Regions from separate parts of the Mus musculus genome. Here all the other regions are linked to region 4. Evidence: chromatin contacts called from public Hi-C and HiChIP or PLAC-seq data. All regions are on one chromosome and are shown on one strand. Each heading gives the region's core, a stretch centred on a gene start, on an enhancer-like site or on the middle of the called end of the contact. The rest is flanking DNA. Distances are from core to core; before and after follow the strand shown.

What was found. A called contact is a pair of places that touch in the nucleus more often than the background predicts. HiChIP or PLAC-seq counts read pairs in DNA pulled down with a chosen protein or histone mark.
Region 1: a contact with region 4 is called in an H3K27ac HiChIP or PLAC-seq map of large pre-B cells, with 6 times the contacts expected there. The contact joins the enhancer-like site here to the promoter of Rnft1 in region 4. A contact is called at or near these places in 4 of 39 promoter capture datasets (the 3T3-L1 cell line, the C10 cell line, frontonasal cranial neural crest and 1 more), 1 of 15 datasets of contacts at CTCF or cohesin (pro-B cells), 1 of 484 Hi-C or Micro-C datasets (embryonic stem cells) and 2 of 115 datasets of contacts at active chromatin or transcription factors (the NIH/3T3 cell line and large pre-B cells).
Region 2: an H3K4me3 HiChIP or PLAC-seq map of stem cell-derived neural progenitor cells shows a contact between it and region 4, with 12 read pairs. The contact joins the enhancer-like site here to the promoter of Rnft1 in region 4. A contact is called at or near these places in 8 of 39 promoter capture datasets (the HPC-7 cell line, cranial neural crest, embryonic stem cells and 4 more), 4 of 15 datasets of contacts at CTCF or cohesin (embryonic stem cells, large pre-B cells, pro-B cells and 1 more), 2 of 484 Hi-C or Micro-C datasets (B cells and embryonic stem cells), 8 of 115 datasets of contacts at active chromatin or transcription factors (astrocytes, cardiomyocytes, embryonic stem cells and 3 more) and 1 of 9 other capture datasets (adipose tissue).
Region 3: a Hi-C map of muscle stem cells shows a contact between it and region 4, with 2.5 times the contacts expected there. The contact joins the promoter of Tbx2 here to the promoter of Rnft1 in region 4. A contact is called at or near these places in 8 of 39 promoter capture datasets (3T3-L1-derived adipocytes, the HPC-7 cell line, cranial neural crest and 5 more), 4 of 15 datasets of contacts at CTCF or cohesin (embryonic stem cells, large pre-B cells, pro-B cells and 1 more), 3 of 484 Hi-C or Micro-C datasets (B cells, embryonic stem cells and muscle stem cells), 8 of 115 datasets of contacts at active chromatin or transcription factors (astrocytes, bone marrow-derived macrophages, cardiomyocytes and 3 more) and 1 of 9 other capture datasets (adipose tissue).
Region 5: a contact with region 4 is called in a Hi-C map of B cells, with 7 read pairs. The contact joins the promoter of Tex14 here to the promoter of Rnft1 in region 4. A contact is called at or near these places in 1 of 39 promoter capture datasets (pre-B cells), 1 of 484 Hi-C or Micro-C datasets (B cells) and 1 of 9 other capture datasets (pancreatic islet).

What each region holds. Positions count from the first base shown.
Region 1 is chr11:87,024,155-87,028,974 of GRCm38.p6, forward strand. No RefSeq gene overlaps it. Among named protein-coding and RNA genes, the nearest start is that of Ypel2, 33 kb to the left of the region's middle. Within about 2 kb of position 2,592, at least 91 of the 459 cell types and tissues checked have an H3K27ac peak or open chromatin away from gene starts, as enhancers often do. A contact at or near this core is called in the NIH/3T3 cell line, where this site is marked.
Region 2 is chr11:85,856,535-85,861,570 of GRCm38.p6, forward strand. No RefSeq gene overlaps it. Among named protein-coding and RNA genes, the nearest start is that of Tbx2, 26 kb to the left of the region's middle. RefSeq lists an enhancer at 695-3,720. Within about 2 kb of position 1,622, at least 24 of the 459 cell types and tissues checked have an H3K27ac peak or open chromatin away from gene starts, as enhancers often do. A contact at or near this core is called in astrocytes and stem cell-derived neural progenitor cells, where this site is marked.
Region 3 is chr11:85,830,529-85,835,206 of GRCm38.p6, forward strand. It overlaps Tbx2 (T-box 2), which reads left to right and starts at 2,087. Exons shown (of 7, transcript NM_009324.2): 1 at 2,087-2,973; 2 at 4,092-4,359. The coding sequence starts at 2,579. It overlaps 2610027K06Rik (RIKEN cDNA 2610027K06 gene), which reads right to left and starts at 1,860. Exons shown (of 5, transcript NR_077059.1): 1 at 1,640-1,860. RefSeq lists a promoter at 1,622-2,612.
Region 4 is chr11:86,482,201-86,486,862 of GRCm38.p6, forward strand. Rnft1 (ring finger protein, transmembrane 1) reads left to right here and starts at 2,457. Exons shown (of 9, transcript NM_029788.5): 1 at 2,457-2,599; 2 at 3,861-4,305; 3 at 4,456-4,532. The coding sequence starts at 3,912.
Region 5 is chr11:87,402,080-87,406,700 of GRCm38.p6, forward strand. Tex14 (testis expressed gene 14) reads left to right here and starts at 2,986. Exons shown (of 31, transcript NM_031386.2): 1 at 2,986-3,091. It overlaps Rad51c (RAD51 paralog C), which reads right to left and starts at 2,427. Exons shown (of 9, transcript NM_053269.4): 1 at 2,225-2,427; 2 at 519-777. The coding sequence starts at 2,342.

The DNA of each region.
Region 1 (4,820 bases), core at 1,342-3,841, 540 kb after region 4:
TTAATCCCAGCATTTAGGAGGCAGAAACAGGTGAATTTCTGAGTTCCAGGCCAGCCTGGTCTACAAAGTGAGTTCCAGGATAGCCAGGGCTACACAGAGAAACCCTGTCTCGAAAAAACAAAACAAACAAACAAACAAAAAAAAAGTAACCAGCACAGTTATCTCTAAAACTGTGTGTGTGTGTGTGTGTGTGTGTGTGTGTGTGTGTGTGTGTGTATGAGTGTGTACATGTGTGTGAATGTGTATGAGAGAAAGAGTGTGTATGTGAGAGATTGTGTGTGTGCTTATATGTGTTGACTGTGTGTGTGTTGTGTGTGGCTGGGCAGTTGTGGTGCATGCCTTTAATCCCAGCACTTGGGAGGCAGAGGCAGGCAGATTTCTGAGTTCCAGGCCAGTCTGAGTTCCAGGACAGCCAGGGCTGCACAGAGAAACCCTGTCTTGAAACAAACAAAACAAACAAACAAACAAACAAACAAGAGAGATTTTGTGTGTGTGTATATGAGATTGTAAGTATAAGATTGTGTGTGTGTGAGCGTGTGCATGTATGTGTGTGTGCGTGTGCACATGCACGATTTTTCTATATAGCTCATGCTGGCCTTGAACTTGCCATCTTCTTGCATCTGCCTTCTAGACACTGCAACTACAAGCATGTGCTCAAAGTTATCTGCTAGGGAGGTAGAAGCAGGAGGATTCCTGGGACTGGCTGCCCTTTAGCCTATCCTAGAACATAAACTCCAAGTGTTCAGGAATGGGAGCTGCCTTAAAGGACTGAAGAGAAAAACTTCCAACACTTTTCCTGCCCTCTACATGCAAGGACAGGCACACACATCTGCACATATATGTGCACACACACACACACACACACACACACACACACACACACTCATAACTGTTGTGCCATCTCCCCAGACCCCACCTTACTTTTTAAGACAGGGTCTCTTCATTGGCCTGGAGCTTACAATTAGGGTAGACTGACTGGCCATAGGGCTCCTCCTGTCTCAGCCTCCCAGTGCTGGGGTTACAGGGTGGTCAAATAGCCTTGATTTTTTTCTTTTTCACTTGAGTTCCAGGGATTGAACTCAGGTGCTCTCCTGAGCTGTCTCCCCAGCCCTCTCCTGAGCTGTCTCCCCAGCCCTCTCCTGAGCTGTCTGTTTCCCCAGCCCTCTCCTGAGCTGTCTCCCCAGCCCTCTCCTGAGCTGTCTGTCTCCCCAGCCCTCATTTTGGCTTTTTGAGGCAGGGACCCACATAGGCACATCTGACTTTGAATTCGCTCTTCAAGTAAAGCTGGTTTTAAATTCATCATCTTCCTGCCTCACTTTCCCAGGATTGGGAAATCCTTGTAATTCCAGATGGTTTCTAAATGTTTATTTCAGAATCACATGGCCTACAAAATGATGACTTATAGTCATGTGCCCGACCAAAAGGGAAGAGGATGCTCTGTGGAGGAGGAGGGGCTGGGAAGAACATTTGCAAGGAACATTGGCAGCACACCCGAGGACATTATGTTAGTACTAAGAATTACTGCTTCACTACTGGTAAACTTTTTATTATTTTATTTTTAATTTTAAATTTTTATTTAAGGTATACTTACACTTATTTCCTTGAGACAGAATATTACTATGTAACTCAAACTCACCTGAAACATTGCTATGCTGGTCTCAAACTCACCATGTAACCCAGACTGCCCTCAAACTTGTAGAAATCCTCCTGCTTCAGACTTCCAGAGTGCCAGGATTATTTATATATGTGAGGCACAGTTTCTGCTTCTGCCTTTGTTTGTTTGTTTGTTTAAATTGTTTTGTTTTGTTTTTGTTTTTCAAAACAGAGATTCTCTGTGTAGCCCTGATTGTTCCAGAAATCACTCTTTAGACCAGGCTGTCCTAGAACTCACTCTGTAGACCAGGCTACCCTTACTCTCACACAGATCCACCTGCCCCTCCTCCTGAATGCTGAGATTAAAGGCATGTGCCGCCATGCTAGGCAATTTCTGCCCTTTTCCTTTTTACAGCATTAATAAGAGCTGACCATGTTTGCAAATCACAAAAGGTTGAGATCACGTTAGGCGGCCCGAAGACTAGCTGGTTTTACCTGCTCAGGGATTCGTCAAGCCTGTTGCCAACTTTGTTTGCTTTCCTTCTTTAGATTGTTTGTAAGTACTAGAGATTGAATTTAGGGCCTCTCACATGCTGGCCTAGCATCCTACCACCCCATCACTCTGCCATGTATCGGATTCCCAGCTCCTTATAAATACCAGGGGTGGAAGAGCATGCCTGTACTCCCATTGCTTGGGAAATAGAGGGAGAGGATCAGGAGTACAAGGCCAGGCTTGGGTCAAGAGAGAAAGAGAGAGAGAAAAGAAAGAGATGAGGGAGAAGGGAAGGAAGGAGAGGAGGGCAGGGTAAGAAAGGAAGAGAAGGAAGGAAAAGAAAGAGCAAGAAAAATATCCAGGGACATTTCTTTTGGCTAACTTCCCAGATGAGTTGGCCAGAGAACAAGCAGGAAATGAAGACATAGGCAAGTAGGCATGGTGACAGTTGTTTAACAGGAGGTCATTTGCATGGGCGTGGAGGAACCTCAAGCTCAAGCAGGAACAGTGGCCCTCACCTCCGAGTGGAGGACATTGCTTGCTACTAGAACCTAAGAGGAAGGCTGCCCTGGGCACACAGATGTCTCCAAATAAGCTTGTCCTTCTGGCACAGGACGTTAGCCCAAAGTAATCCAAGAGAGAGGCCTCGGAGAATAAACACTAACCTCACTCTTTCTGGTCTCAAGGATAGTTCCATAGTGGCTCACAAACACTGTCACAGCTCTCTGTAACTCCAGGTCCAGAGGGTATGGTGCTCTCTTCTGACTCCAAGGGCACCAGGCACATGCAGACAAGCATTTGTATACATGAAAGAAAATAAATTTAATTCTTAAAAAAGTAACATGCCAGTTCTAAGTGTTAAGATTCACAGACGTTTAGCCAGACATAGTGGGACATCTTAGCACATGGAGGGACGAGGCAGGGGCAGGGACAGAGGCAGATCTCTGTGTTTGAGGCCAACCTTGTCTACAGAACAAGTTCCAGAGCAGCCAGGACAACACAGAGAAACCCTGTCTAAACAAGCAAAAACAAACATAAAATTCATGTGTTTTTTGTTTTGTTTTGTTTTGTTTGTTTTTTTTGTTTTTTGTTTTTGAGAAAGGGTTTCTCTGTGTAGCCCTGGCTGTCCTGGAACTCACTTTGTAGACCAGGCTGGCCTCAAACTCTGAAATCTGCCTGCCTCTGCCTCCACAGTGCTGGGATTAAAGGCGTGTGCCACCACTGCCCAGCTTAATGTTTTTGGCTTTTTTTTTTTTTAATGGTCTTGTTTTTATTTTTGGAATAGGATCTTACTGTGTAGCCAAGGCTAGTCTAAGGCTAATTGTGTAGCCCAGGTTGCCTTCAAACCTATGACAATTCTTCTACCCCAGTGTCCCAAATATTGGAATTATGGGTTTGAGCCACCATCCCTGGCATTATTTTTTGGTCTTTTTTTTTTTTTTTTTTTGGTTTTGTTTTGTTTTTTTTGAGACAGGGTTTCTCTGTATATCCCGGGCTGTCCTGGAACTCACTTTGTAGACCAGGCTGGCCTCGAACTCAGAAATCCACCTGCCTCTGCCTCCCGAGTGCTGGGATTAAAGGCATGCGCCACCACGCCCGGCTTGTTTTTTGGTCTTAAGATTCTCTTTCTTCATTTAAAAACAAAAACGGAGAGATGGCTCAGAAGTTGGGAGCACTGACTGCTCTTCCAGAAGACCCAGGGTCAATTCCCAGCACCTACATGACAGCTCATAACTTCTGTAACTCCAGTTCCAGGAAATCTGACATCCTCGAAGAGGCATACATGCAGGCAAAACACCAATGCAAATTAAAAAGAAAAAGTCAAAGAATCATCAGAGACTAGCAAGTACATTTGACACACAGGGGTGGTCCCCTTTTCAACTCAAATTGGGGACTTTTCATAGGATAGGACAGTATTGCAAGTCGAATGTGGTGGCATACACCTGTATTTCAAGCACTCAGGATGGAGTCAAGAGGAATGCTACAAATTCAATGGTAGCCTGGGATACAGAGCAAGTGCCAGGCCAGCCAGAGCTACAGAGTGAGACCTCACCTCATCCCACCATTAACAAAACAAACAACGACACAGAAACAAATTAAACCCCGCTATCTGCCTGCCTTTCTGTACTCTGTTATTGTTGAATGGTCAACTACAGATAAGTAAGAAAAACCACAGTTCATGAAAAGACTGAGAAGATCCAAGCATGGGGCTAGAGAGGTGACTCAGCTGTTCTGAGCACTCTCTGCTCTCCTAGAGGACCTGGGTTCCCAACACTCACAATGGCCTGTAACTCCAATCCCGAGAGATCCAATGCCCTCTGCTGGCTTTCTCTAGTACCAGGCACAAACACACACACACACACACACACACACACACACACACACAGGCAAACATTTATACACATAAAACAAAATAAATGAGAACCTAAGAAGTGGTAGAGGACCCTAACTAAGCTTCCACTTAGAGCCAGGTGGTCTTATAAATTATCTTTGAGAATTTCATCTGAAGTCCAGTTACTATGTTAAAAAAAATTAGGAATTTTTGGATAAGGCCAACTACTCTGTCCGGTGATTTCAGGAAACACATGAGAGAATATGTAAAAGTGAATTAAATCTAAACACAATTGCTGTAAAAGAATAATCCTGTTTTGAAAGAAACAAGCACAGTTTATTTTTCGAGAATGTAACCTAGAGACACTGGGTGACAGGTGTTCCTCTGTAGTGAGGTCACATT
Region 2 (5,036 bases), core at 372-2,871, 630 kb before region 4:
GGGGCTAGAGCCAAGGTTTTAAAGCAACCCACCTGTGATTGGTCTCCCAGAAGAAATACTTTAGTCCCTTCTGGGAGTCTGTCCCCAGTGACCCCAAGCAAGGCTCACCCTTCAAACTCCAACTGGTTCCCATACCATGTCTCCAATCGCCTCTGAGGAGAAAGCTTCCAACACATAAAACCTGAGGGAACAGTGGAAGGCAATTTCTTAGACACAGCAGCTGGGCAACAGGACACCCAGCAAAGCTAAGGACTGAGAGACACTTCCTTGTCAAATGGACCCAGCCTACCTTTGAACTGCTGAGAAGAAACTCTGTGGGGGGGGTGGTGTCTGTGTGTATGTGTCCATGTATATGTCTGTGTATCAGTGTGTATACGTGTGTGTCTCTGTGTGTATGCATTCATGTATTGCTGAGGATTGAATGCACAGCCTCATAAATTCTCACTGATCTATACCTTCAGCCTTGATATTGGTTTTTTATTGACACATCTGTTTCAGAATCTTTCCCACATTCATATTCACTCTCCTGTTGGAATCAGTTGAATTGTGTCCTTTTGAACACAATTGATACAGGGTCCCCAACTGATACACAATGAATACCAGTGTCCCCAAATCTTACGACCTGCGAGTGTGACCTTATTTACAAGTAGGGACTTCTGTAGATGTGATCATAACTAACTACAGACCTCAAGGTGACGCCACCCTGGGATTAAAGTGGGCCTCAGAGCTAATGACAATGTCCTTTGAAGGCCACAAAGAGAGACCCCACACACAGGAGGCACTGGGGGGACACAGGCAGAGCTGGAAGTGATGGTTTTGCCAACCAAAGACCTGCTGAAGCTGCCAACAGCCACCTGGGGGTAGAAGGAGTCTCCCTCAGTCTTTTTTTTTTTTTTTTAAAGTTTTTTTTTTTTTAAGATTTATTTATTATTTAAGTAAGTCCACTGTAGCTGTCTTCAGACACTCCAGAAGAGGGAGTCAGATCTCGTTACGGATGGTTGTGAGCCACCATGTGGTTGCTGGGATTTGAACTCCGGACCTTCGGAAGAGCAGTCGGGTGCTCTTACCTGCTGAGCCATCTCACCAGCCCCTCCCTCAGTCTTTAGCAGAGTGTGGGTGAGTTGGAGCCTTCAGCGCCCAGCTTCAGATCATGAGAATAACCAGCTGCCAAGTGACTCCCACCACCCTATTTTGATGATGTGTTCTGGGTGCCTGAGGAAAGGACCCAGGCTCAGTCTGTATTTACAGCCTTCTCCGTTAGGCCCACATAGCTCCCTTCCCCACAATGGGAGGTCCCATGCTCAGAGAAGCCAACCTTGGGCTTAAGAGGTGTGTGTGTGTGTGTGTGTGTGTGTGTGTGTGTGTGTGTGTGTGTGAGAGAGAGAGAGAGAGAGAGAGAGAGAGAGAGAGAGACAGACAGACAGACAGACAGAGAGAGAGAGAGAATTTAGGTAATTTAGGTTCTCTCCTTTGGAGCCACTAAAACCTTTCCCTCACACCTGTCTTCAGAATGTGGAGCTGGTGGAGTGGAAAGTGAAGATTCCTGACTCCCTGGTGGTCTCCCTGGTTAGGCAGGCTCCACCACAGAGGGCAGCAGCTCTTCAGCCAGGCTGACCACACAGGCAGCCATGATGAGAGCTGGCTTTGTTCTGGCTTTCTGTAGCCTGAACTGCAAGCCTCACGCCCACTTGTCCTAATGAATATTTATTGACTTACTAAGCGAGTTTCATGGAGGGCTGTTGTTTTGTTTTTCCTGATGTGCCAGTCCTGGTCCTTGGTCTAGAAAATTCTGTGAAAATTGAAAATATAGGTCCACAAGAAAACTGGGACACAGATGTTTATAGAAGGCCACCAACAGGTGAATGAACAAATATTCAGTGTCTCTGCACAGTGGAATACTGCACGTCAGGGGGGGAAGGACAGCTCTGCCCCGAAGGAGGAATGAAAGCTGAAGTCATTATGCAGAAGTGCTCAGGAACCAGACAGACACAAAGAAACACATACCACCACGGTGAGGCTGTTTGCCTGAAGTTCTCCAACATGCAAATTAGGCTACAACAAAAATCAGAGGCTGTCTGGGGATTTGGGAAGTAGGGAGTGACAGCAAAGGGACATGGGGCTCCCGGGGAAGATGGGAATATTCTGTCACCAATGGAATCATGGTTATACCAGGTAATACATTTCTCAAAACTCATTCAATTGATACCAATGAATATGGTTAACCTGAAGTAAAGGCTATTTTTTAAATGAAGAAGGGGCTGGTGAGATGGCTCAGTCAGTCAAGACCCAAGCCCTGCACTGGAGAAAAAGCTGGGCACGGCAATGCACACCTGAAGCTCTGCACTGGAGAATGGAGGGCAGAGACAGGCAGACCCAGAGAGCTCATTTGGCTAATCCAGCTAAGTCTATGAATGCCAGGCTCACTGAGACACCCTGTCTCAAAGAGTAAGGTAAGTTAGTGATCAAGGGGGCTGGCAAGATGGCTCAGCGGGTAAGAGCACTGACTGCCCTTCCAAAGGTCCTGAGTTCAAATCCCAGCAACCACATTGTGGCTCACAACCACCCGTAATGAGATCTTATGCCCTCATCTGGTGCGTCTGAAGTCAGCTACAATGTTAATAAATAAATCTTTTTTTAAAAAAGTAGTGATCAAGGTAGACACACATGAACACATACATATGTGCACACATAAACATGTGCATATACCACACACAAATAATGGTGTCGCCATTATTATTATTAAAAACGAAAAACCCTGTAAACCCATAGACTCTGCATACTCTGCCTGCCATTTCAGTACAAATAGGACATGATTGTGGTGATTGACACTGATGATTGGGAAGGCGTGTCTGCATTTTTCTTTCATTTGGTATCAACTTGAAACTGGTGGTGTAAGGGCTGGAAAGATGGCTCAGCAGTTAAGAGCACTGACTGCTCTTCCAAAGGTTCTGAGTTCAATTCTCAGCAACCACATGGTGGCTCACAACCATCTGTAATGGGATCCGGTGCCCTCTTCTGGTGCATCTGAAGATAGTGACAGTGTACTCACATGTATATACTTATAAGCATTATTATTATTATTATATAAACTTTTTTGAGGGTTTTTTTTTCAAGACAGGGTTTCTCTGTATAGCCCTGGCTGTCCTGGAACTCACTTTGTAGACCAGGCTGGGCTCAAACTCAGAAATCCACTAAACATTTTATACATACATATTATTTATAATAAAACACTGGGGGTGCACTTCAGTTGGTAACGTGCTTGCTTAGCATATACAAAACCCTGGGTATATTCCCCAGCACAATATAAACTGGGCTCAGTGGCACATGCTCATAATCTCTGTACTTGGAACGTGGAAGCAGGAGAATCAGAAGTTCACGGCTATTAGCCACACAGTAAGTTGGAAGCCAGTGTGGGACACATGAGACCCTTGTCTCCAAAAAAACAAACAAACAAAAAAAATTTTTTTTTCTTTTCAAAAGGACGAGCATTTGGCAAGCTATCTGACAACCCGTTTTACCAACACTTATGCATTAAGCACAGTTCAAGGCAAGCTCTGGTTGGTATAGCGGGGTGGTGGTAACACAGGTGGTCTCAGAAGGGCCAACACTGCAGCAGAACATGCCAAGTTCTCAGAGTCAGGGGAGCTGAGGTGAGGAGGACATGGCAAAGCCAAAGGTTGAACTGTGTCCTCCATGTTTTCAATCTTGCCCAGGGTGCTAGTTACAGTAACTGAAGCACCTGGGCTCCTCCCTAGACCAACAGAGTCAGGAAGGGCGTGGCTGTGTCTCCAACTCTGGCCTAGATCACGGTCATTGTCCAAAGTCAAAGAGAGACCTTCGAACCTTTCGCGTGGTCAGGGTCATGCATCCACACTCCACCAACAGGAATCCAACATCTCTTCTCTCCACAATCATAGCCTCATACCCTGGCTGCCAAGAGCTGCCCAGGCTACTTAAATTTCCTTCAGGGAACACTCACACCCTGAGTCCATGCTCAGCTAGAACAGAGCCCTCCCTCTTCATCCCTCCTTGTCTTCAGAGGGCAAAGGTCAAGGAAGTGGCTCTGTAGAACTGGCTCCCATGGGGATCCTTTGAGTTGACCAAGCTTTTGCTCCCTTGACCTGAGGACTCCAGGCTCATCTAGAAAGTGCACGGGATGAGAATGGTGAGTATATGGGTATTTAGGGAAACTAGCTTTTGTTTACTGGAGATAAAGGGGACCATGGCACCTCTTGCACTGCAGGCAGCCATTTTGTTCTCATGAGTTAAACTCCTCCACAAGGAAGACGTGTTGATGATGGAGAGACGGTGAGGGAAAGAGTGTCCCTTAGCCAGGGCACTGCAGAGTCAGCAGCTAAGTCCTCTGCGAAGACTGGGAGAGAGCACCGCAGACGCACAACAGGCTTTGGCTGGGGGACAAGTACTCAGATTTTCCAGTAGCTACCCTCCCCATGCTTGAGTACTAGGGATTGAATTTGGGACATTCTACAAGCCAGGCATTGGATCAAGGGGCTTCCCTTAACCCATGGTTTCATGTCTTTGATGCCCTCCTCTTCCATAGAAGTGGACAACTGTGCTCTATGTATATGTCATGAGACCAGATTTTAATATCACAAGTTAGAGCATCACCTGAGTGGTTCAAATAGGCTTGGTCCAGGGAGTGGCACTATTTGGAGGTGTGGCTTTGTTGGAGGAAGTGTGTCACTGTGGGCGTGGACTTTAAGACCCTCCTCCTAACCACATGGGAGCCAGTCTTCTCCTAGCAGCCTTCAGATGAAGATGTAGAACTCTCAGCTCCTCCTGCACCACAACTGCCTGGATGCTGCCAAGCTCCTGCTTTGATGATAATGGACTGAACCTGTAAGCCAGCCCCAATTAAATGTTGTCCTTGTAAGAGTTGCCTTGGTCATGGTGTCTGTTCACAACAGTAAGACCCTAACTAATATATCACCCAATGAAGAATGTGTCTACACTGAATATATGCAGACTTTCCTCTTATCATTATTCCCTAAACAGGGTAAGAAAGCTGGGCATGG
Region 3 (4,678 bases), core at 837-3,336, 650 kb before region 4:
AAGCAGGTCATCCAGGTGACTACGTGATGGGGGTGGGGGTGGGGGGGTGGCTGGAGCTGTTGGTGGAAACCCAACCTGCCCTGAAAACGTCTCTGACCAGTCGCAGGTCCTTAGCTCTATAGGTGGGATTCAGATCCCCTAATGTAGCCACTGGGCGACAGCTGTCCGATTTCGTGGACCAATAACTCAGACCTTCATGTTTTAACTCTCAGGCCTAAACGGGTAGACCAGCTACTGTATGCTACCCAGGAAAATGACCAAAATACATACTTCGATACATACACATTTTTACAAGGTACTAAAGTGCCTGTCCCCATACACACAACTTAGCAAATGTCCTGCCAACTCGGAAAGCTGAACTGACTACTTCTTGTTCACCTCACTAACTGTCCAAGTGTGTTCAGACACATCTCTCCTGGAGGAGCCACATCCTGTCTGAATTGGAAGCAGTGCAAAGCTGCAATGGATCTCTCACCGGCTGCGAACACCGCGAAGCTAGAGCTGAAGGTTCACTGTGGGCAGAGAAAAGAGTGAGAAAAGCGACCTAGGAGTAAGGTCCTGAAGAAAAACCCAGTGGGGCAGGCGCGCACAGGGTTATGAAGAATTACAAGCGCCTGGTGTTGGCTCAGATGTATAGGAAAAAAGGTCGTGGAGGCCAAACGACTCCTGCTGGTCTCAACCCCGTACTGCCGGGGGCAACTAGCTTTTAAACGCCTTTCTGGGCGGTCAGCTACCAAGTGCCTGAAGACCTGGTGTATGCAGCGGAGGGGCAAGCTGCCTGGGCCACTTACGTGGTAGGTGCCTACCACGGGGACATAGGGCTGGAGCGGCAGAATTCGCTTATACTGGTTGGGAGGGTGGGAGTATCCACTGTGGCTAGTTCACACCCTGCTTCCCCTCCCCAACAAGCACAAGGGTGTGAGCCTCAACCCTAAACAGGCAAGTGTATGATCGTTTTACTCTGGGCACACCTGATTATGGTTTTACACACACACACACACAGAGAGAGAGAGAGAGAGAGAGAAAGAGAGAGAGAGAGAGAGAGAGAGAGAGAGAGAGAGAGAGAGAGAGAGAGAGAGAGAGAGAGAGGAAGATGCATTGGGGCTGTTGCCAGAGAGATAACGAAGACTGATCGTCGAAGGGGGTGTTCACACTTGCTGGCAAACACCTCGATTCCCATCCGCATTACTCAGCTTTCCTGAACTAGGGAGCCTTGAGCTTCCAAGGGACGGAAACAATCTCTAGAGAAGTGACTGAGAAGAAAAGATGCCAGAGTTTAGGAAGAGATAGATGGGCTTGCATCTCCAGTACCGGATGCGGCGAAAATTCCTTCTGGCGCGTGTGGAGAATCTGAGTTCTAGGATCAACTAGCGCGGCACCGCCTTGGGCTCTGTAGAAGGTGCGCTCACCTACCTGGTCCCAAGGATCCATTTTCCTACTCGCCAGAAGGTTTTGGCTTAGTGACCTGACACAGACCTTCTTTAGGCTAAATGCCCGGCCCTTCTGGAACCCCAGGTTCCTGAGTCTACGAGGGGAGGAGCAGGTGGGGGTGGGGACCCTTCGTTTCCCCAGCGCAAGGCGGCGTCCCGTTCCCGCCCGTGCCGGCCCCATCAGGGTTCTGCCATGGCTCCCCACTCACCGGCTCCGGACACCTGATTCGGCTCCGGGACCTCGGCCGCCCGAGCCTCCTGATTTGCCCGCCCACCGGCCTCGCTTTCCAGTGCCCGCAGCCTCCCTCTGAAGTGCATGGACCCGGGGCGGTGACCGGGAGTGGGGTGGGAGGCCAGGCTGGGTCGCAGGCAAGAGCGGCCGGGCCTCCCGGCGCGGGAGGGAAAGGGCGCCCCCTCTCCTCTCCGGAACGTGTCAATGCTTTGCACTTGGGGCCGGCATGCGGCTAGGGGGTCCTTCCCCAAGGCCCCGGGACCCGGGCGCCCCCTGCCTCAGGCCCTTACGGCGGGTCAGATCGGTCCTCTGCGCTTTCCAGCCCTCGCCCAGGCAGCGGCGGGCGCGGGCGGCGAGGTGGGGGCCAGGCCAGGGGGAGGGGTCTCGGGGCCCGCTGGCCCGTCATTGGTTAATATTTTATTCTGTTGACATGTTTTCTTACTGCTGAGGCTTCCGACACCTTCTCCCTGGCCTCCCCTCCCGTCCAGAGCTTGGCCTGAGCTGTCAAAACCCCGCCCCCGGAGACCCACAATTGGTCCAAAAAGCGTAAAATCAGCAATCAAGGGGGGCCTGGCTCGTTAGCGCAGGGGATCCGAACAGGGCAGGACATGTGAGATAGTCACAGTTTTCCAGAGATCAGGACAAGATCTAACCAGTCGCGCGTGGTCCCCGGCGCCGGAGCCGGCCAGCCCAGCCCAGCCCAGCCCAGCCCAGCCCCGCGCAGCGCCCCCTCCGCCCCCGCGTCCAGAGCCCTGCGCCCCTTGAGGTGCGCGGGACGGGGAGCCGGGAGAAGCCGCTGCCGCGCCCGCCGCCCGGGCCGTCCGTCCTCCGCGCGCGCCGCCGCCCGGGCCGGGGGTCCGAGGCGCGCGCCCCCGGCCCCGGCCCCGGCTCCCAGGAGCCTGGGCCGGATGTCCCGATGAGAGAGCCGGCGCTGGCAGCCAGCGCCATGGCTTACCACCCGTTCCACGCGCCACGGCCCGCCGACTTCCCCATGTCCGCCTTCCTGGCGGCAGCGCAGCCCTCCTTCTTCCCGGCGCTAGCGCTGCCGCCCGGCGCGCTAGGCAAGCCTCTGCCGGACCCGGGCCTGGCGGGGGCGGCGGCCGCGGCAGCAGCGGCGGCGGCGGCGGCCGAGGCGGGGCTGCACGTCTCGGCACTCGGCCCGCACCCGCCCGCCGCGCATCTGCGCTCGCTCAAGAGCCTGGAACCCGAGGACGAGGTGGAGGACGACCCCAAGGTGACGCTGGAGGCCAAGGAGCTGTGGGACCAGTTCCACAAGCTGGGCACCGAGATGGTCATCACCAAGTCCGGGAGGTAGGACGGGCCGGGCGGGCGGGCTCGGGGACCGCACAGCACCCACCACCACTGGGTCGATGCTCTCTCGGATTGCCCCCGCTCCGGCCCTGGCGCCACACTCCTTTCCACAGACAAGCAAGCTGACTTTTTTTTTTTTCCGTTTGGCTCCGGAGCGAATTAAAAAAGAAAAAGAAAAGCAAACATCTCTCGATTGAAATAAAACGAAAACACGTTCCTAAAGAATAGTCCCAACTGTTCTGAGTCTCAAAGCCCCGGAGACTCTGGCGGGTCTCCACAGCCCCTTGCGGTCTCACTGTTTTTTTTTTGTTTTGTTTTGTTTTGTTTTGTTTTGTTTTTGTTTTTGTTTTTTCCGTCTCCTGGACGGTCTGGAAGTTCCTAAGAAAAGGGATCTTTCCCGGATTCTCCGCTCTGATCACTGGAGTCCATAGTGGGACTAGCATCCCGCCTCCTGCTAGCTCCAGGCTGACCACTTGGTTCCGGCAGAGAGTTGTCCAGCCCACAGCTAGGCCTTGGAGAGAGTCTTGCTTGTCCTTGGAGCTTGGAGCACTGGACCAGCCACCTCTTGAGGCCTTAAAGCCAGAAGAAAAATAAAATCCCCAATCTTCCCAGCACTCCAGTCTCTGAAAGTCCAGGCCTCAGGTTCACCCTGTTCCCCCGAAATTCTAGGCTAGGGTTCCCTGATTAAGCCTCTAAATCGTTTCTCCCAGACAAAGACCTTGATAGTTTATTTCTTCAAGCCCTGTCCCAAGAGTTTATTTCCTCTCTACGAATTTCAAGGCAATTCAGAAAAGCCTAGTGTATCTCTAAAGGGCCTAGTTTCCTTTCCTGGGCATCAACCCTCATCTTAGATCAGAGTGGAGGAAAGGTCTCCAGACTGAGTGCAAAACGCATCCAAAGCTTTACAAAACAGGCTCTGGCCGGCAGAAATAGGATGTCTTGGGAGTAAGAAGCACAGGCTGGGTCTTTCCAGGTAGCAACACAGCACAAGTGGAGGACATTGTGACAAATTATGTAGATAGGGAAGCTTCAAGTAGGATGTCATGTCATTGTCGGGAAGGTAAAGGGACAAAAAAGAGCCGGGTCCCAATGGCATGTCCCCCTTCCCTCCCTCCGAGGCGGATGTTCCCCCCCTTCAAGGTGCGAGTCAGCGGCCTGGACAAGAAAGCCAAATACATCCTGCTAATGGACATCGTGGCTGCCGATGACTGCCGCTATAAGTTTCACAACTCCCGCTGGATGGTGGCAGGCAAAGCCGACCCCGAGATGCCTAAACGCATGTACATCCACCCGGACAGTCCGGCCACAGGGGAACAGTGGATGGCCAAGCCTGTGGCCTTCCACAAACTGAAGCTGACCAACAACATTTCTGACAAGCATGGCTTTGTGAGTGTGGGCAGGTTGGGAAGGTGTTGAGAGCCCAGGGGCCCCCACAGTCGAGTGGGTAGAAGGAAGCTAGAGGATTTCTAGAGGGGAGCATTAGTTGAACACCCCCCACCCACAGTGCCCCTGTCTGTGGCCCAGGCAAACTGGGCCTAGGCTTCCAGAGCCCTGTTCTGCAAGCCTGAGGAAAAGTATGTCGACTGTTTGTGGAAAGCTCCAGGCTGCTCTCAATCTCAGTTTCTTTCTAACAGAATTTTGAGAGCCCCTCCTAGAATCAAGGGTGAAGCAGGTGCTGTAAGGAATGGGTCAAGCCGCCCGAGTC
Region 4 (4,662 bases), core at 1,207-3,706:
GCCTGGTAGGGAGGGAGGATTGAAACAGATGGCCCTGACCAAGAAGCGCTCAACACTCTCAGCATTAACTGCTGGATACTGCAGTGTCTTTGGCCCAAACGGAGGGCAGTACTAGTCTATGGATATAAGCATATTCAGAAGGCAGTTTGACATGTCCCTTATTAGAACAGCAGTAGGTTCCTCCTTAGGGCCTGTGACCTCCTGAGCCATGACCAGGTTGACAGTACTTGATCTGAATTCCCTCCTGTGGTTGGTTCCCCTTGTTCTGTGCCACTGCTGTACCAGCAGGCACATCTTGCCTGGCACGAGCCTTGCTTTCTTAACTAACTAATTAGAATGAAAACGCCGTTTCTAATATTCCGGATTCGAGTGAAAAGAAATCTTATCCCAGAAATCAAAGCTCATCTCAAGTGCTCTCTTTCAAATCTGTGACTGTTTAGTCAAGGTATTTGAATAAAATGTACTAATAAATTTCCAGTATGTACTGATATGCCTTCAGTGTGTTATATTGTTAAAATGGGAATTTGGGGCTGGAGAGATGGCTCAGAGGTTAACAGCACTGGCTGCTCTTCCAGAAGTCCTGAGTTCAATTCCCAGCAACCATGTGGTGGCTCACAACCATCTGTAATGAGATCTGGTGCCTTCTTCTGGTGTGCAGGCATATATACAGGGAGAACGTTGTATACATACTAAATGAATCTAAAATAAATACATAAAAAAATAAAATGGGAATTTGAACATTAGGTATATTAAGTTTACAAACTGTTGTTCTGCTGTCGTTGGGGCGTGATTATGTGACATTTCATGATTTTCCTGCTGCCTAAATTTGCATTTATGTTATTTTTTGAGATTTAGAGTTTTACTCTGGGGCTGGTGAGATGGCTCAGTGGGTAAGAGCACCCGACTGCTCTTCCGAAGGTCCAGAGTTCAAATCCCAGCAACCACGTGGTGGCTCACAACCATCTGTAACAAGATCTGATGCCCTCTTCTGGAGTGTCTGAAGACAGCTACAGTGTACTTACATATAATAAATAAATAAATCTTTAAAAAAAAAAAAAAAGAGTTTTACTCTGTATCATAGATTGGCCTGGAACTCACAGCATCTTTCTGTCTTAGTCTTCAAAATTCTAGGATTACAATCATGAGCCACTAATGCTTATCATACGTTCATTTTAGTTTAAAATAAAACTACTCACATAGGATCTCTGCTGTGCACAAAATTTGCAGTCTCAGTTGGCTCCCTGGAACCCAAATAAAGGTAGGAGAGAAAATTTCCCAAAAGTGTCCTCTGTCGTACCAGTTCAGGCACTACCTGTCACCATCACGCACAGGCACAAATAGGCCTGTTCTACTTGGGACCAAGTCTTAAAAAAAGAGAGTGCTAATGTGCTGGTCACAGAGAGAAGCAGATCCAAAAGAGCATTGGGATTTTTTAAAGTGCTTTTTGACTTGAGAGAAATTTAAGAATAGTCTCAAGATGAATGAAGGGCTGAGGCTAAAACCAGTAGATTCAGTTATACTACTATGAAAGGAAGACAAAATTTCATGGCTAAGGAGATTTTGACAAGGTATTTGAAAGGTTTAAGTCAGGTAGAAAGACAAAATTACTGGACACGTAACTCAGAAGTGTCTCTGCAAAAAGCCAAGTGTGTGCAAAACGCCAGACTTTTGCCTAGTCACGTCAGCCTCCGATGAAATACTTAATTTCAAGAATCATAGGAATCCTGTTATACATATGATGTCCTAGATTTTCCAGAACTGTGTTTTTTTTTTTTTTCCTTGTAGTATCTTTTTTCCCCTTTAGTAGCCTTTATTTTAGAAGTCGAGTTCCCTGCTCGCCAACACGGGGTTTTCTAAATCTACTTCCAGGGCCTCACAAACTTCCTGGCGCGTCTGATATCCAGTTCTGGCACCCGGTTCTGGCACGAACTAGGGCACACTGTTCAACTTCAGGCTTGGAACCCGAATCCAGGTCACACAACCTCTCTGCCCAGGCAGCCCAGCGGGTCTGGCGTAGCTAGCAACACGCAGCCGGAAGCCAGATCGCGGCTCCCGGTACGCAGCCCGCTGCCGAGCAGGTTCCTGGACCTACCCATTTTCAACCTCAAGTACTGAAGGACTCCGAAGCGTGTGACTGATCACTAATACACGCAAGACGTGACAGCCACGCAGACTTAATTAGCACACACGTCCGCCACTACGCCACTCGTATAACATCACCAACAGGGCCACAGGGCGACAGGGCGGGTCTACGATGTTCAGGGCGGGGCCTAGATGCGCCCTCCTCCTCCTCCTCCCAGTGAAGGCGGGGCTAGGGACTCGGGACAGGGCCTAAAGGTTCCCTTCTCTGCTGGGAAGGGCGGGGCCGGGATGAGCGCGGGGCGGGGCCTAGAGGCTCCTTCTTCCACTGGGCGAGGGCGTGGCCCGGCGAAGGCGGGCCGCGCGTGACGACGTCTAGGGAGCGCGCGCGCCGCCGCGGGGCCAGGCCGAGCGCTGCTGGTGGCGTCCGAGGCTGAAGGCTTGGCGAGAAGGGCTTGCGGCCGCGTGTCGGGCTGTTGGTATTGTGGCTGCCGAGGCCGCCCGCTCCTGGTCATGAGAGGTCAGGCCTGGGGAAGGGGGTGAGGCGGAGGGTTTCCGGGGAGAAGAGCCGAAGCTCGGACGTGGGTGGAGAACTCTGTCCTCGCGGATTCCGGAAGAGTTGGCGTTGACTTTTCTTTCTCCCTTTCCCCTTTTCTTGTTTATGTATGAAGGAGGGCAGGTTTTGTGTTTCTTTTTTAATAGCAGAGACACAAACTGTCCTGTCCCAAGTCGCTCTTCAGAGAGTGAGGCGATAGAGCCGCTGTGGCTTCCGAGCCTCTTCGAAACGTCACACAGTAACTGCACGGTTTCAGCCAGCCAGCCTCCGCCGCAGCTAGCTCCATCGCGGGGGAAACGGGAGAGGCCCGGCGGTGGGCTCTGCGTTTCGTCGGGCGACAGCACGATTCTGGCACCCTGGTCCGAGATCCACACTGGATCACGTAGGGATCTTGCCCTGCCCACAGCCTCTCTTCTGACACCCCTAACCAAGCCGATGGTGGCATTTTTATTCGGGAGGCTAACTCCTTATTTAGACTAAAGCATCACTTAGCAATTACGTGATGACTCCCCCTAAGGGTCCTCTTTCAAAGGCATTTGACTAACATTCTTTTGGAAGGAGAAGCAATATTCTCGGTGGCACCATTAATTACTGAAAACCTTATTAGCTTTGTGGAAGCTGTTTCAGCATAAAATGAAGTGTTTATTATCTTTGTTGATGCTTAATTAAGGCACTGATTTTTTTCCTTCTAAACATTAATGAATCTGTAAAAAAAAATCTATTGTATTTATTTAGTGTGTGTGTCAGAGGACTTGTGGGAGTCAGTTCATTGCTTCCACCATATGAGTTTAGGGGATTTAACTCAAATTAAAGGTCTTGACTTACCCAGCCATCTCACCCACCCTTAGCAAACTTCCTGATGTGGACTCTGCCTCAGAGTACATGAGCCAACTTATTCAGCATTAGTGCTGCTATTCACTGTGGTATCTGCTGGGCACCCCTTTGACTCTTTGCTGATGTCTTTTGGCACATTTGAAAAATCAAGACATCTGCAGTGCTTTGTACTTTAAGTAGCCCCTGGTTCAAAACTCTTGGTTTGCCAAGTTGGACTTCGAGGTTGGAGTGGGGCAGGGCAGCAGAGCTTTGACAGTTGCAAAGATTGAAGGACCTGAAACTTGTCTGTGACTGTCAACTGCCCCTTTAGTGAACAAAGGACACCTAATGAACCGATGCACTGCTTGTGATTAACTTAGAATGCTTTCTGCTCTTTGATTTTACTTTTAAGGAGAAAGAGTCCTGAAGCAAAGACATTTTAGAGAGAAAATACTCAAGGGCCATGCAAGCCAGCTGTAACCAACTGCATGATCCTCCGGGCACTGCACATGAAGATGCTGCAGCCTCCCCGTGTGGTCATTCAAGATCAACAGAAGGTTCCCTTCACCCTGGGGATGTACATATCCAAATAAACTCCGGACCAAAAGAATATTCTGAAAATCCAAGCTCTAGAAATCCCAGGTCAGGCGTCTGTACTTGTGCCCATGGATGTGTGCATGGTCGTTTCCGGAGTTACTCCCACAGTGAAGCAAGACCACCTGATGACTTTGCTACAGAGTCTGGGGAACATGGAAGTGGCTCCTTCTCAGAATTCCGCTATCTCTTCAAGTGGTTGCAAAAAAGTCTTCCTTATATTTTAATTCTGGGTATTAAACTTGTTATGCAGCATATAACAGGTAGGAAATAAAACTGCTGAATTAAGTTTCCCATTTTATTAATAATTTTAACATATTTTGGTTGCTAGCTTTTAAAAATTATATCAGTATATATAATCTTGTTGGTTTTTTTTCTTTTCTTTCAATTAACTAGAACTTATTTTCTAACAGGAATTTCTCTTGGAATTGGGCTGCTAACAACTTTTATGTATGCAAACAAAAGCATTGTAAATCAGGTTTTTCTAAGAGTAAGTATGACAAGCAACTAAATCATTAACTCTTTCTCTCTACAGAATTAGAGATAACTTTGAGAGAAATATAAGTTACTTTCCAGAGGAGTAGGAAACAACAGGATACATTGTGATGGCCACCACATGC
Region 5 (4,621 bases), core at 1,736-4,235, 920 kb after region 4:
AGCTGTCTTTAGACTTGCCAGAAGAGGGCATCGGTTTCATTCTGGGTGGTTGTGAGCCACCATATGGTTGCTGGGATTTGAACTCAGGACCTTCAGAAGAGCAGTCAGTGCTCTTAACCACTGAGCCATCTCGCTAGCCCCCATCCTCTATTTCATAGCACTCCTGCGTTCGTATCCTGAGTGTTGAGATTATGAGTATGTCACCAAACATGATTCAGAACTCTTCTTTATCATATATAAATCAACTTTAAAACATCTGACAAATATATCTCAGAAGCCAATTAATTAGGAGTGTATACGTTTAGTGACCAGGCAATATTATGAAAGAAACATTTTTGATATCAAAACTTCATCAAGAAGACAGGGATCCTGGATAATATGATGGTAAGCTGATTGTTTGATGTGAACACATACAAAGTAGTACTGTATGCTTCTTGGTTTCCTGACTACAAACTCACAGCAGAATATTCTGTTTGTTACATTAAGTCCACCCGTAAGCAGGGAACGTCCTATTTTACCATAACTGTGTTTTTCCAACACCTGGTACACCACAAACTTCTGTCGTCTTCATTAGGGGTATTCCACCCCCAAGAATGTTATCGAGTGCTGAACAGAAGGTGATTATGAAGCCCTGGGTATGCTCTTGCTCGAGAAGTTCCAGTGCTGTGCACTTCTCGTTTGCCACAGATGTACCGGCACATCTTGGTTTATTTGTGAGACATTCTCTTCTTAGAATTTGTAGAGTTTCCAAGGCTTCCTCTTTAGATATCCCAACTTCTATAAATAAAATAAGAAAAAGAAAACCTGACATTAGAGAATTAAAAGTATAACTCAGAGCCTGGCATGGGGGCCCATGCCTTTAATGCCAGCACTAGGAAATCAGGCAGGCCAGCATGGTCTACAGATCGAGTTCCAGGACAGTCAGGACTACACTGAGAAACCTTTTTCTTTCCTTTTCTCTCTCTCTCTTTTTTAAAAAGATTTATTTTTATTTTATATACGTGAGTACATGTAGCTGTCTTCAGACACACCAGAAGGGGGCATCGGATACCATTACAGATGGTTGTGAGCCACTATGTGGTTGCTGGGAATTGAACGCAGGACCTCGGGAAGAGCAGTCAGTGCTCTTAACCGCTGAGCCATCTCTCCAGCCCCCAAACCTTTTCTTGAAACAAACAAAAGTCTAACACAGAAATGAATTATCCAATTATTTAGTTATTTAGCAGTTGGGGAATCAAAACCAGGGCCTTGGGCATACATAGCTAGTTAGTGCTCTACCCATTCTGCTACTACTCTGTTAGCATCATCGCTGGGATGTAAAATTAGACTAGGGGTATAGCTCTGTGGTAGTGTTTAACATTGGCAAAGCCATGAGTTCAATACACAACACTTAAACAAAAATCAAACCAGATTCCATTCTGTCCTCTTTGATCACCATCAAAGAGATGTGCATAGTATTACTGGCACAGTGGGTGACTACAACGAAGTTTGGATTTGTGAACATTAAGGATGCAGTGGTCCCCACTTTGGTTTTTTTGTTTTGTTTTTTGAGACTGGGTTTCTCTGTGTAGCCCTGGCTGTCCTAGAACTCACTCTGTAGACCAGGCTAGCCTCGAACTCAGAAATTCACCTGCCTCTGCCTCCCAAGTGCTGGGATTAAAGGCGTGCGCCACCACTGCCCGGTTGTGATTCCCACTTATCTGTAACCTAAAGAACTCTGAGAAAAGTCGGGGGCCAGGGCGGGGGGGGGGGGGAGGCAGTATTCCTGTGAATCACGAACGTCTTTCTAGAGCTTTCTCCTGGTCTAAGGGAATGTTCTATTGCTTTTCTCACTGAAATATCTCTAGTCCTTCTCTAATCCTTTATTTTTCAACTTCAATTCCCCCCCCCCGCCCCCCAGGATCTTTGACCAAGGAGAATTACATGGCTTGTGATTGTTTCCCAACCCAGTTTATCATGAAACCTCAAGATGAGAAGTCGGTTCTTTCATCTACAGATTGGACACCCTGGTCCAAGAGGAGCCTTCCTTAAACCATTAAGTGAGGCACTCCTCAAAGCATCCAGCGAGCACGGAGAAAGCAATCAGTAAACGTTGCTCCACACAGTTCCAAGCTCAAGAGAATTTCAGCGGTGTCAAAAGATCGGCTTGGCGGAGGCGGCGGAACGAAGACGGAGGCGGCGCCAAGCGGCCGCGGTGCATCAGCTGGCAGCTGGGAGTCGTTACCTTTGCTGAGCTCGGAGGGCTTCACCTCTAGGACGTCCTCCGCCGTCTGAAACCCCGCAGCCACCAGCTTCCCGCGCACCGCTGGAGACAGCGGATAACCCACCAACTCCCGCTGCATTTTTTTTTTTTTTTTTTTTTTTTTTGAGAGCTCGGCGGCTACGCACGCAGTGACGTAGAGCAAGAGGCGCGAAAGCGCTGGAAACCCAAACCCCGCCCTCCCGCGGGGGAGGGTCAGTGGCGTGACGTCACACGCGCGGCGTAAGGGGCGGGGCTCGCGCGGCCTAGACTCACGAGGCCTTGCTGCTGCTGAGGAAATCCCACACACTGGTTTCATGTAAGGTTGTCTTCTAGTTTCACTCGTCCGAGTCACGTTTCGGATATAGCCTGACAGTGAACACAAAAACAAAAAAAGAGGCCGGAGACGCGGAGACGGTAGCCAGGCCAAGTGAACCCTGTACAGCATATTTCCTCACCATGCTCTGCCCTCTTTCACGGGTTCCTCAAGAATCCATCCTCCTGGATGGAAGTTGTAGTAGACGCAGCAACCAGAAACTGACCAGTTGGCAGTTTCCTGCTGTGAAAAATTCAAAAAACCCTTGTAGGAGGTCTGTTGTGTGTCCCCTGACCCTTGCCAGGCGACCCCTTGCTTTTCCCGCCCTCGCGGGGGATTGTGGGCCAGCCTCCCACTTTGGGGGGCTGCGGTAGGGAGTGGTTGGCGCCCACGCGCGCGTCCACGCACTCGCCCGCTCACGCACGCACGCACAGCTTCCGGTGGGTGACCCCGGGACTCCGGAGCTCCCTCAGAGTGTGGCGGTTTCTGAGCATTCATGTCGGCAGGCCTGCCTAGAGTAAGAAGTAGCTGGAAAAGTAAGCTATCGTGTCCTTGTCGTCTCGTGGTCTAGCCTGGGCCTCTGGTGTCCCGAGGGAGGAGCTGGACCTCTTTAGTAGAGTTGACCGGGGATGTTGACGGAGCGGGAGTGACTGCTTCCACATCAGAACTTTTGGGGAGATTGGCAGTTTGGAAGGTGGCTTTAAAGGCCCAAGAAATACGGAAGATGATATAAAAAAAAAGTGTGTCGTGCCGGGCAGTGGTGGCAGCACGCCTTTAATCCCAGCAGTCGGGAGGCAGAGGCAGGCGGATTTCTGAGTTCGAGGACAGCATGGTCTACAGAGTGAGTTTCAGGACAGCCAGAGCTACAAAACAAAACCAAAAAAAGTGTGTCATACCTACCTCACATTTCAAAAAAAAAAAAAAATCTAGCATTTTTTTTGAAGACAGCATCTAAACTTTCTAAATTATGGGATATAGGAATACGCGACTCTCCCTGCTTTTGCACTACTTATTGACAACAACTTCTTCTTTCTTTTTTTCTTTTCTTTTTGGTTTTTCGATACAGGGTTTCTCTATGTAGCCCTGGCTGTCCTGAAACTCACTCTGTAGATCAGGCTGGCCTCGAACTCAGAAATCTGCCTGCCTCTGCCTCTTGAGTGCTGGGATCAAAGGTGTGCGACACCACACCGGGTTCTTTTCTTTTCTTTTTTTAACTTGTGGGTTTTCAAGACAACCTCTTTGTGTAGGTTTCTTTCGTGGCTCTCCCAAAACTGACTCTGTAGAGCAGGCTCTCCTCGAAGTCACAGAGATTCATCTGCCTCTGCCTCCTGAGTACTGGGATTAGAAAGGCCAGCGACCTCCCCACCCCCACCCCCTACCCCCAAAAAAAGCCGGGCAGTGGTGGTGCACGCCTTTAATCCCAGCCCTTGGGAGGCAGAGGCAGGTGGATTTCTGAGTTTGAGGTCAGCCAGGGCTACACAGAGAAACCCCGTCTGGAACCCCCCACCCCCAAAACAAAAGAAAGGTCAGTGCCACCAATGCTCAGCTAAAGCAACGACTCTTTATTATTACATTTCTTTTGTGTTTGTGTGTGACACACAGGCCACATTACTAGACTGGAGGTGAGAGAAATTGGTTCTCGGCTTCCCCCATGTGGTATTGGGGACAGATGGAATTGAGGCTGTCAGGCTTGGCAACCAGGCCCTTTACCTGCTGTACTACCTTTCCCCTCCCTGCCAGTGATTCTTAGCCTGGACTTTTATTCAGGAATTGAAGCTTTAAATACTCCAAATCAGTCATTCAAGTACTAAGGAAGGTGGCGACATTTTGAACAGTGTAGAGAATGTCACAGCTCTTAAATGTGCATAGACACGTCATTCAAAGTATGAGGATGGAAAAACAGCACCATTTTCTTGAAACATAAACTTAAAAAACTGTTTACTATCTGGAGCAAGCTCCAAATTCCGTGTCTCTCCTTGGAGGAGGAGAATGTATTTATCCCATTTGGTGACTCAAAAAGCTTGGTAGGACTGGACAAAATATGGTTTATGTAAGTACATTGTTTA